Linked DNA regions of Hordeum vulgare: region 1 is linked to region 2. The links are chromatin contacts, called in public Hi-C maps. All regions are on one chromosome and are shown on one strand. The core of a region is the stretch at or near the end of the contact, and the rest is flanking DNA. Distances in the headings are between cores, read along the strand shown.

The links. Hi-C and Micro-C count contacts between places; a contact is called where the count stands out from the background.
Region 1: a contact with region 2 is called in a Hi-C map of seedling, with 5 times the contacts expected there. The contact joins the promoter of LOC123403355 here to the promoter of LOC123402147 in region 2. A contact is called at or near these places in 2 of 6 Hi-C or Micro-C datasets (leaf and seedling).

The regions. Positions count from the first base shown.
Region 1 is chr6H:111,911,922-111,918,141 of MorexV3_pseudomolecules_assembly, reverse strand. LOC123403355 (proteasome subunit beta type-3) reads right to left here and starts at 1,377. Exons shown (of 7, transcript XM_045097296.1): 1 at 1,234-1,377; 2 at 930-1,111; 3 at 710-817; 4 at 137-226. The coding sequence starts at 1,239.
Region 2 is chr6H:111,193,063-111,199,559 of MorexV3_pseudomolecules_assembly, reverse strand. It overlaps LOC123402147 (homeobox protein knotted-1-like 2), which reads left to right and starts at 5,126. Exons shown (of 6, transcript XM_045096027.1): 1 at 5,126-5,549; 2 at 6,316-6,436. The coding sequence starts at 5,241. LOC123402148 (a long non-coding RNA gene) reads left to right here and starts at 6,443. Exons shown (of 2, transcript XR_006611241.1): 1 at 6,443-6,497.

The DNA of each region.
Region 1 (6,220 bases), core at 128-2,627, 720 kb before region 2:
AGATAGGTACGATACTTGGAAGTATGTGAATAAAACATAGCCCATGGCCGTATTCAAATTAATTGTACTTTTGAGAAGGAGGTAACATTGTAACACATGTAACAGAAAAGGTCACAGAAAGATAAATGATACATACTTGGCACCAATGCAGTCCATGGTACATATAAATGGCTGATCATTTTCACCTAGCCCAGCAATAATTGGTTGGCAGAAGTATGGCCCAAACCTAAATATCATGAAATAACTCGGTTAGCTGTCCCCATAGTTCAGCAAATATAAGGGGTGGTAATAAGACAGAAGGACAAGAAGAAGAAAAAATACAGTTACTGTATCTACACAAACATCCTACACATTTCAGCTTATAAAAATATGATTTATGAATCAGACTGCCACAAGAAGAAGAATTGCACAATTACATTCAACATAACTACGCAAAATATAAACCTATGTATCAGAGGGTAACATTTGTTGTAGCACCAGCTGTATCATTAATCATCATTCTTTTATCCCAAATTATGTGGAGATTAACCCGATGGAAGGCACCCCAACACTACTTCGCATAGTAAACCAGTCGCCACGAAGCATTTCAGCATGTCTAAATTTACTTCCCATGTTCAGCACTGGTTCATGTTTTCTACCCTTAACAGGATCGCAATTGCACGATGCTCGAAGTCAAGTTACCGGGATCCTAATACTTGAAGCTTCTCACCTTTTCTCGTAGAGGAGGGCCGAGACAAGGCTGGCGAAGGTCTCAGGCTTCATGTCCCTCTCCTCCCGAAGCTGGTACAATTTGTGCTTAAACACCAGCCGCTGGTACCTGCACACACACACACACACATCAGGCCCAAACCCTAAACCGACGAAAGCCACCAAATCAGGGGCGATCAGCCAAGCAACCAGAAACCGCAGATCGAGGACTGGGGACCCACAGCGTCTGGGCGTCGCTGGCGAGGCCGGAGAGGCCGATGTACAGCTTGCCGTGGATCTTGAACACCCTCTGGAAGTCGGTGGCGACGGTCTGCAGCTGCACGCCCAGGCGCCGGTCGCTGGCGATCGCGAAGCAGTTCTTCCCCACCATCGCCACCACGGCGCTCCCGTTGTACTCGAAGATCTGCGGAAGGGGAGAGATGCAGCGGGCGGATCAGTCGGGGGAAGCGGGTAAAGGGGCAAGGGTTTTGCGTGGGGAGGAGGGAAGCAGGGAGGTCGGAGGGTTCGTTTGCGGAGGGCACTCACCGACATGGCCGACAGGGATGCAACAGACGGCGAAGGCGGAGGCGGAGCGAGAGGAGGCGGCGGAGCACGGCGGCTTCGGTTGTGTATCCGGCGACGAAAAGAAAAGCGGCGAGTCCGTTCGGGTGAGTCTGTGTAATTGGGTCTCGCGCAATGGCCCAGGAGGCCAGGAGTCAGATAAGAATGTTTGCTTGATCCGCGGCAATTACTTACGGCCCATAGTTGGTATATAGAGGCCTAGAAATTGAGGCCTGTGACACCTTATGCAATTTTAGTGGGCCTTTTGAGTGCAACAGGGCCTTTTTATCGCAGTCAACGTTCTCTAAAAAAATCACATCTCCTAACAGCCCGAAGCGACTCCTTCCGCCAGTCCAGCCCTCCCTCTCGTCTCCGACGGTCATTATGGCTTCAAAAGAGGGGGGGCCTTGGATATAAGGCTAGAGTAGTGCATGGAGTTTAATTTCCCATCTTAACATTGTTTTGATGGTTTAAGACATTTTCCTCTAAAAAAATCTCGCAGTTTTATCCTCGCCCAATTGTAATTGTCGTGGCCCATATTGAACAACTTCTTGTAATGTGGTTATCATCGGCTATATATTTGATGGCTTGCCATCCGCTTCGCCTTATTTTGCCTGACCCAACAATGAAGCAGGCAAGTACTCCCTCCGTTCCTAAATATAAGTCTTTGTAAAGATTTCACTAGTGGACTACATACGGATGTATATAGACATACTTTAGAGTGTAGATTCATTCATTTTGCTCCGTATCTAGACACATAGTGAAATCGGTTAAAAGACTTATATTTAGGAACGGAGGGAGTAGTTGTTTGCTAACCTACCATGCAAGAGTTTGTGTTGTTTTGGCTTTACGGAATTTCTTCATTGGAGACTTCTGTGAATGCCAAGACACATACTCCCTCCGTTCACAAATAAGTGTACATATAGATTTGTACTTAGTCAAACTTTTTAAATTTTGACCAACTTTATAGGAAATAGTAGCAACATACATGGCATGAAAATGATATATTTGGAAACTTCATGTAAAGACAAATCTATTGATACTAATTTGATGTCATAAATGCTAACACTTTTCTCAATAAAGTTAGTTAAAATTTAACTAATTTGACTGACAAAAAAGGAAAAAATACACTTATTACCGAACGAAGGAAGTAAGGGAGAATAGGGACAGCTAGCGAGTTTATTTAGGATTTTGTTGCCACAGCCGTCTTATTGTCATCAATTTATTGTCCATTCTTACATTATCAAAGTTTGACCGTTTATCAGAAAAATATAAATTTGTTTATCTTGTAAAAAAGATACTTCCTATAAGTTGCTACCATTTTCTTGTTTTCTTTTTTGTTTTTGCAAAGTAAAAGATACTTCCCATAAGTTGCTAGTTTTTTCTTGTTCCTTTTGCAAAGAAAAAGTTATTATAAGTTGCTACCTTTTCTTGTTTTTCTGTTTTTGCAAAAAAAAAAAAGATACGTCCTATAAGTTGCTAGCTTTTTTTTTCAAAGAAAAACTTATTATTAGTTGCTACCTTTACTTGTTTTTCGCAAAAAGAAAATACTTATAATAATTTTGTGAGGAGTAGAGTCTCCGTCGTTTTTCTTCTTCTGAAACCACCCTCCATTAATGATCAACATTGTGAGGACAGGGTGTTGTTCCATCTGCTAGGCGTGCGAGTGTGCAGTCAACCCACCAGTACTCAAGTTTCCTGCCACGCCTTGGTACTGCCTGCACCGCTTTATTCTTGAGACATCAACTATGATCCATGCAAAGACGTCGAAGAAAGCTGGCCACACACGCAAATGCCTACACTAAGAGCATTTTCAGCCATAACTTACAAATTTGGGCACTCAAACACCCACAGACGCGTCCGGTCAGTGAACGAGCATGTCTCCTATTTATTTATTTGTGCAGGCATATTTTTTATTTTCTTCCTCATATGTCCGATCACTTGCACGTGATTGATAAAGAAAAAGAGAAAAAAAAATGAATAAAGAAAGGAAAAAGATGGTCCGGAATGGAGTCACTTCCTATGTGGCGGACTGACCGAACGCGTCCGCGAGCCCTCATATCATCCTTATCTTTAAGATGGTTATGAGGGTTTATGTACAACCCAGACATATAAAAACCATATGAGGGGTCCGGTTGGATCAATTTTTTTCTTCTCCTATTCGATCACTGACCGGACGCGTCCGCGGACGTATGAACCGGTCATTTGAGGGGTCCGGCTGTACATGCTCGAACTGACTAAAGCTTGCTCTTTCTCAAGTACCAATAAATTAAAAACAATAAGTAACTTAGGGTGTGTTTGGTTCTTGCATCGAGCTTGCTTAGCCAGGCAATAGAATTTGAGCGTAGCTCATGTGAGCAAGGGCAGACGTTTGGTTCTTTTGCTAAAGCCGGAGAGTTGTGGTAACCGGCAATCTTTCATCATGATCCGTAATTTTTGTTCGTTCTTGCCGCTGAAGGAGAGCCGATTCCATTCTCCTGCCCTGGCAAAGTTTTCCTAGCCCCAACTGCTCTTTAGCCTAGCGAGGCAAGAATTTTTGGGGTTAACAAATGCCCAGTCTTGTCTAGCAAGGCTAGCTTGGCTTTTGTCTCGAATCCAAACACACCCTTAGAGCAAGTCTAGTAGAGCCCTCAAATCCTCAAACCCATAAAAATAACTTTTTTTTACAGTTTTCGTCGGAAAAAAATGGTAGACTAGAACCCCTAAACCCTCAAACCCGTAAAAAAATTTAGAGGTCCAACCCTCAAACTGTTTCTCAACCTGTAGAAGTGAGGGTTGGGAGGAAAAACTCCCCCCAACCCGCACTCCTGTTCCACCCTCGCGCGAGAGGGATTTCATCCCGCCTCCCGGCTCCTGCCGCCGCCTCGCCGCCATGGAGGCCTCCCGGCCGCCGCGCCTGCCCCGCCCCGCCCGCCCCCGCCCCCGCCCCCGGCATGCACCCGACCGTGGCCGACGTGGTGGCGGCGACCCACGTCGGGGCCAAGCAGCGGCGGGCGGGCCTCGCACCGCCTCCTCCCGCCTCCCCGGCTCCCGCCCCGGCCCCCGTCCCCACCCCGGCGCCCACCCCCGCCGCCGCGCCCGCCCCTAAGAAGAGTCGGCCGAAGGTGTCCTCCCGTGGGCCGCGAGGGGCTTCCTCCAAGGTCGCCGGCTCGTCCCCGGTGCGGAAGAAGCTCGCGGCGCGGAAGAAGCCCACGGCCCCGCCCGCCGCCGTCGCCAAACCTCCTCCCGCCGCGCACGAGGTGTTCGAGAAAATGGCAACCCCATCCTCGTTCATGGACCTCCTCCAAGACGCGGAGGTGGACCTCGGGGCTCCGCCTCTAGAACCCTTTAGGGTTGGTGACGACTTGGTTCGTGCTTGGGCAGCTGTGGGGATGGATTCAACCATCGGCACCGATCAAACCGGTAAACGGTATTGGCAAAGGATCGAGGACAACTATTGTAGGATCAAGCCGAAGAATAGTGGGTTCATCTCTCGCACTTACCGGTCGCTTCAAGGGCGGTGGGAGTTGATGAAGCCCGCTTGTGCTCGTTGGAGTGCGGCCATGGACCAAGTGAAGGATGCACCACCTAGTGGAACCGTGGAGAGTGACTATGTGAGTACATATCTCTTCACTATTTTGATTATGTGTGTGTACTATGCTATTGGTGGGTTCTTATGTGATTATGTGTGGTTGATAGGAGACAATTGCCGGCATGAGGTACAAGGAGATGGCCGCTTCCAAGGGCAAGTCATTCCCATTTAAGCATGCTTGATGGACGTGGAAGTGGTCTAGGAAATGGCGCCAAGTGCAACTTTTTGGTGATGGTGTCGATGAGAGGGGGAAGATGATGATTGTGTGATGTAAAAACTATTAAACCATGCATCAATGATCTTTATTTCCGTGTTTGTTTGAATGTTTATTGTGTTTTTCTAGTGAAAATTGTGATACGCCAAATGATATTTTTATATTCCGTTATAAGGGTTGGGTTTGAGGGTTCTAGTCTTTGCCCCTGTTTTTCAATCCTTAAAAGTGTCAAAAATGACCAATTCTCAACCCTTAAAACTGGTTTTAGATTTAAGGGTTTGAGGGTTCTACTAGACGTGCTCGGAGGGAGCGCGGGGCGGCGGCCGGAGCGCGGGGCGTCGGCGGCCGAGGCGACTTGCTCGCGCGCGCGGGGAACCAACTGCCTCCTGCGCGAGGTGAGAAGTGGAGTACGGGTTGGGGACAGTTTTCCCTCACAACCCTTACTTCTACAGGTTGGGAAGGGGTTTGAGGGTTGGACCTCTAAATTTTTTTACGGGTTTAAGGGTTTAAGGGTTCTAGTCTACGCCGTTTTTCCGATGAAAACCGTAAAAAAGCGGTTATTTTTAAGAGTTTGAGGGCTCTACTAGAGATGCTCTTAGGCTTGCAATCCTCAATCAAATGCAAGTAAGTACTTGGCCGAACTTCAACACTTGGCATGATTTCCACCTCTTACAGCTAAGCAGGCAGCTATCATTTCCCTTTGCTTCTGGCACTTGAGGTTGTTGAAGTAAAAGAAGAAAGAAATGTTGAACCAAAGGTACTAGTGGTAGTGGGGTGCCTATGATCACCCAACCATTTCAAAGACTTCTTTCAATGCGCAATCTGTTTTAAACACCCGACCACCACAAAAGTGTACACCAGGCACATGTATGCAAGCATGGGCACCTTCCATTACTGAAAAAAGAACGTAATCTATCGCGAGCACATTGTTCTCATGGAGGTTAATTTCAGCGAGAAAAAGCACGAGACTAAAATTAGCTGACAAATTAATAAAAGCAAGAACTTTATGGAACCTAGCATGAACCCCACTCACCCACTCACCTTTCATGTTAGAGTGATTGGTATGTTTCAGTGCAAGACATGAGGAGACTACTGTAGTATCCTCACACGCTCAGCTTAAGAACACAGCAACACTGTTGCATTATTCCACTGCTACTTGCTAAAGCTAGTATGAATATGAATGTGTG
Region 2 (6,497 bases), core at 3,877-6,376:
AAATCCGAGAGAGGATCCATGTATGAAATCAAAGTGTAGACTTTGGAAGAACTACTTGATGGTAGTAAGACTATTAAGTAAAGATGGATCTTTAAAAGGAAGACACACGATGATGGTGAAAAGTCACTATTAAGAAAAGCTCGACTTGTCGCAAATATGTTTCCGACAAGATCAAAGAGTTGACTATGATGAGGCTTTCTCAATCGTAGCGATGCTAAAAGTCTGTTGGAATTATGTTAGTAGTTGCTGCATTATTTATGAAATATTGCACAAGAGGATGTCAAAACATTGTTTCCTCGACGGTTTCCTTGAGGAAAGGTTGTGTGTGATACAACCAGAAAGTTTTGTCGATCCTAAGGATGCTAACAAGTATGCAAGCTCCAGTGATCCTTCTATGGACTGGTGCAAGCATCTTAGAGTTGGAATATACGCTTTGATGATCAGAGCTTTTGGGTTAGTACAAGGTTTATGAGAAACTTGTATTTCCAAAGAAGTGAGTGGGAGCACTATAGAATTTCTGATAAGTATATGAGGTTGACATATTGTTGATCGGAAGTAATGTAGAATTTCTGTGAAGCATAAAAGGTTGTTTGAAAGGAGTTTTTCAAAGGAAGACCTCGATAGAGATATTTGAACATTGAGCATCAAGATCTATAGAGATAGATCAAAACGCTTAATAGAACTTTCAAATGAAATGCATGCCTTGACAAGTTTTTGAAGGAGTTCAAAATAGATCGACAAAGAAGGAGTTATTGGCTGAGTTGTAAGGTGTGAATTTGAGTAAGACTCAAAAAACCCGACCACGGCAGAAGAAAGAGAAAGGACAAAGGTCGTCCCCTATGCCTTAGCCGTAGACTCTACAATATGCCATGTTGTGTACCGCACCTGATGTGTGCCTTGCCATTAGTTTGTCAAGGGGTACAAATAGTGATCCAGGATTGAATCACTAAAACAGCGGTGAAAGTTATCCTTAGTAACTAATGGACTAAGGAATTTTTCTCAATTATGGAGGTGGTTAAAGAGTTCGTCGTAAAGGGTTACGTTGATGCAAGCTTTGACACTAATCCGAATAACTATGAGTAGTAAAACGGATTCGTATGGTATAGTAGATATTTGGAGTATTTCCGAATATCACGTAGTAGCAGCATCTATAAGATGACATAAAGATTTGTAAAGCACACACGGATCTGAAAGATTCAGAACCGTTGACTAAAACCTCTCTCACGAGTAAGACATGATCAGACCCCAGAACTATATGGGTGTTGGATTCGTTAAAATTACATGGTGATGTGAACTAGATTATTGACTCTAGTGCAAGTGGGAGACTGTTGGAAATATGCCCTAGAGGCAATAATAAATTAGTTATTATTATGTTTCCTTGTTCATAATAATCGTTTATTATCCATGCTAAAATTGTATTGAATGAAAACATAGATACATGTGTGGATACATAGACAAAACAATGTCCCTAGCAAGCCTCTAGTTGGCTAGCTAGTTGATCAAGGATAGTCAAGGTTTTCTGACTATGTGCAAGTGTTGTCGCTTGATAACTGGATCACATAATTAGGAGAATCATGTGATGGACTAGATCCAAACTATGAATGTAGCATATTGATTGTGTTGTTTTATTGCTATTGTTTTCTGCGTGTCAAGTATTTGTTCCTATGACCATGAGATCATATAACTCACTGGCACCGGAGGAATACCTTGTGTGCATCAAACGTCACAACGTAAATGGGTGACTATAAAGGTGCTCTACAGGTATCTCCAAAGGTGTCCGTTGAGTTAGTATGGATCAAGACTGGGATTTGTCACTCCGTGTGACGGAGAGGTATCTCGGGGCCCACTCGGTAATACAACATCACACACAAGCCTTGCAAGCAATGTGACTAAGTGTAAGTCACGGGATCTTGTATTACAGAAAGAGTAAAGAGGCTTGTCGGTAATGAGATTGAAATAGGTATGCGGATACCGACGATCAAATCTCGGGCAAGTATGTTCATACCGAAGGACAAAGGGAATGACATACATGATTATATGAATCCTTGACACTGAGGTTCGTTAAGATCTTCGGAGAATATGTAGGATCCAATATGGGCATCTAGGTCCCGCTATTGGATATTGACCGAGGAGTTCCTTGGGGCATGTCTACATAGTTCTCGAACCTGCAGGGTCTGCACACTTAAGGTTCGACGATGTTTTAGTATAGTTGAGTTATATGTGTGGTTACCGAATGTTGTTCGGAGTCCCGGATGAGATCACAGACGTCACGAGGGTTTCCGGAATGGTCCGGAAACGAAGATTGATATATAGATGGTTTCATTTGGTTACCGGAAGGTTTTCGGGCATTACCGGCATTGTATCGGGAGTGACGAATGGGTTCCGGGAGTGAGCCCAAAGGCATAGGGTGGCGCCACAAGTCCCTAGTGGGCTGGTGGAGACAGCCCAAGAGGGCCTTGGCGCCAAGGAAAGAAAACCAAAGAAAAAGAAAAAAAAAGAGGTGGGAAGGAAGAGAAGGACTCCACTTTCCAATCCTAAATTGGAGTAGGATTGGAGTAGGACTCGTCCTCTCCTTTGGCCGGCGCACCCTTGAGGGCTTGGCCCTCAAGGCAAGCCCCCTCCCCCTCCCTCCTATATATAGTGGTGATTTAGGGCTGATTTGAGACAACTTTTGCCACGTGCAAGTCAGATATAGACAAGATAGTTCTTCCTCTAGATCGTATTTTTACGGAGCTCGGGCGGAGCCCTGCAGGAGTAGATCGTCACCACCACTGGAGTGCCGTCACGCTGCCGGAGAACTCATCTACTTCTCCGTCTTGCTTGCTGGATCAAGAAGGCCGAGATCATCGTCGAGCTGTACGTGTGCTGAACGCGGAGGTGCCGTCCGTTCGGCACTAGATCGGAATGGATCGTGGGACAATTCGTGGGACGGTTCGTGGGGCTGATCGAGGGACGTGAAGACGTTCCACTACATCAACCACGTTTCTTAAACGCTTCCCGCTGTGCAATCTACAAGGGTACGTAGATCCAAATCTCCTATCGTAGATGGACATCACCATGATAGGTCTTCGTGTGCGTAGGAATTTTTTTGTTTCCCATGCAACGTTCCCCAACAATAGCTACTGGTCATGGACTCATGGTCCAAGGAGGACTACTCACGACACGTCCGGGAAGCGTCCATGGTGGTGGAGAAGCTCCGGGGGTCAATCCTCCCTCCAACAGGGTGCCGGGAAGAGGTCTCGTGACGCTCCCAATCTTGGAAGCGCTGAGGAGGCGGAACGATGGAGAAATTCGCGATTCCAGAAAGTCTGCGAGGGTTTCCTCACGGATCTCTAAATATAGACCAAAGGAGGGCACTAGAGGAGGTGGGACCCACCCAAACGACCTCCTGTCGCGGCCTAGGGCCTGGCCGCGCCAGCAGGCCGCATCGGAGGCCCCTGGCCCCCCTCTGGCCCTCCTTCGGTGACCCCGAAGCTTTTGTTTCGCTGATTTTTTATATATTTTTCTGGATTTTTTCGGGCTTCCAAAAATTGGGTAAAAGCCCGTGCAAAATAGACATCAGCACACAGAAACTGTCACCGGGTGCAATGAGTTAGTAGGTTAGTCCAAATATGTGTAAAATGATATAAAAGTGTAGCAAAACATATAACATTGTCACCCAAATGATCATGGAACAAGTAAAAGTTATAGATACGTTTGGGACGTATCACCCGCGCCGCCGCGCCTTCGCCCCGCTCGCGCCGCCGTCGTCGAAACCGCCCGATGGACAACCACATAGACATCCCCCTCACCCCCTCCTATGCCCGCGATCCCTCCACTGCCGCCACAAGCGCCGGCGCAAACCCTAGCCCGACGAGCTTTGGGCTCGTCTCCGCCGGAGCTCCTCCGAGCACCGGTCTCGCGCTTAACCTTTTCATGACACCACGACGACCTCGGCGGGTGGTGGCGCGCCGGCGCCCGCCGTGACACGCGCCCCCCTTGAAGATTCCAAATGCACCGGCGGTGAAGAAGGCCGTCAAGAAGGTGTCCGGAAAGAAGAAGAAGGCGGATGATGGCTCCACTAGGCCGCCGAAGAAGAAACTTGCACGTCGTGCGACGGACGCGGCTCACGGGCGCAATATTTGTCGCCGCTGCTCGAGCCAGCACACTCCGTCGCGCTAAAATTTCTAATTTCGACGCTGCAAAATCGTTTTTGCGCGTGCGGCGATACCGCGACTATTGAAGATGCTCCAAGGCATACGATTAGGGCTGGACCAAAAGCTCGTAGCTCGCGAGCCTAATGAGCGCTCGATAGTTCGGCTCGTTAAGCTCGTGGCTCGCTTCTTAATGAAGAGAGCCAATCATCAATTTCAGCTCGTTAAGATTAACGAGCTTAACGAACAAGCTAACGTGTTTCACGAGTGGCTCGTTAAGCTCATTAATAACAATACAACATATTTTCATCGTACATGACAAAATTTACGTAGCACCTCATCCCATCTACTCAATCTAATCTATATACAAAGTTACAAACTAATGAATTTTTTTATAGGCACCATTTTTTCTTTTTAAAAACCACACCTACACACTTATCATATACACCGTCACACATTAAAATCTGTTAACAAGCGCTCGCGAGTACTCACGAGCTTAACGAGTTTCAAACGAACCGAGCCGAGCAGGGTTTTCAGCTCGTTAATCTTAATGAGCTTAACAAGTCGAGCCTTCACGAGCACGAGCTTAACAAGCCGAGTAGCTCGTTAATCCACCCCTATATAGGATCAATGCAAATATTGTCAATCCACAACATATAATTTCAAATTCAAACTCACATTCATTCATGAGGTACGAAGGAAAAGAAATCATGCAATGAAGAGTGACCAATAGTATGGCATGTCACCGTTCATGCTAAATTTTAAATGTGTTCTTCTCCATGGATTTTTAACTGTAATTTGGTCTCGACGGCGGCCAGCAGCTGTATCTCCTCGTCGGTATCGACGCCGTAGGGTGCACGTCTCTGCAGTCCACACCTCACATACTTTGACGAGCTCGTCGTCTCGCCCGCTCGCGGACAGTCGTCAGCTGCGACAAGGACGCCAACCCACCCTGCCATCAGTCATCCACTCCGCCCGTCCCTCCCACCCCCACCAACCAAAACCCACAACCGCCGAGGTCGTTGCGCCTCCTCTCCCCCCTGAGCGCCCCGCCTCCGCCTGCCTCCCTCCACCTCGCCACCCGACGACGCGGCGACGGAGGGCTCGATGTCGTTCCACTACCCGGACCACGGGCTCGCGATGGACGCGGCGGCGGCTGCCGCGGCCGCCGCCTCGTCGCCAAACCCTAGCTTCTCCCCCGGCGGCGGCGGCGGGGAGAGGGAGAAGGCGGCCGTCGCGGCCCACCCGCTGTACGAGCGGCTCCTGGAGGCCCACGTCGCCTGCCTCCGCGTCGCCACCCCCGTCGACCAGCTCCCCCGCATCGACGCGCAGATCGCGGCCCGCCCGCCCCCGCTCGCCGCCGCCGCCGCCGCCGCGGGCGGGCCCTCCGGAGGCGAGGAGCTCGACCTCTTCATGGTATCTATGGCTTTCGCGCCCCTGCCCTTTATTTTTTTCCTGCGTTACCATGCCACCTGGTGCCGTGCCTGCCTTGTTAGGGTGTGTGTATATGCTTCGTGTGAACAATTGGAATTCGGAATTGGGATAAAATTTGCATAGGTTTTGAGTAGGGCTGGTGATGGGTTTGTGATGTGCACCGTGTGGCGAACGTGGGAGGGTCGATCTGACTAGAGGCTGCTGGTTATTATAACAACACTGCTGCAATTTCCTTATTGATTTGTTTCGTATGAAGTAGAAATGAAGCCAAAGCAGGTACGACTAGGGTTCATCGATATAGTGGCACCATACCTGTTGAAGCAGTGTAGATACGCCATGGGTGGTGGACCTTTTTGTGGTTTACAGCGTACTAACAACTTATTTGGCAGACCTGAAATGCCATACTCCCTCTGTCCCAAAATAACTGTCTCAGTTTCGTACTAGCTCTAGTACAAAGTTGTACTAAGCTTAAGACACTTATTTTGGGATGGAGGGAGTACTATACTAGCATACGTGCTCGTCTATATGAATTGCCCATTTCTGTCTTTACTTCGATCTTCTTTAGTAGTGCCCTTACGGCTACTGATCATCTACAATGCTTTTATGTTGCGCATTACTAGAATTTCCTCTTCTTTTCAGATACTCGTATATCTTCTAAGAAATGAATATGTTGCTTACATCTAGCATAATGTTTTTCTCTGGGTATAATCCTGCTTGTGGATTCTAATTGTCCTTCACTGGCTTGCAGACACATTATGTATTGCTTCTCTGTTCATTTAAAGAACAGCTCCAGCAGCATGTACGTGTTCACGCAATGGAAGCGGTGATGGGCTGCTGGGAGCTTGAACAATCCTTACAGAGTCTAACAGGTAAATGAAAGCTTTTCTGTGTATATTGCTTGAGCAGGGTGGCAGAAATTCTCCAATCTAC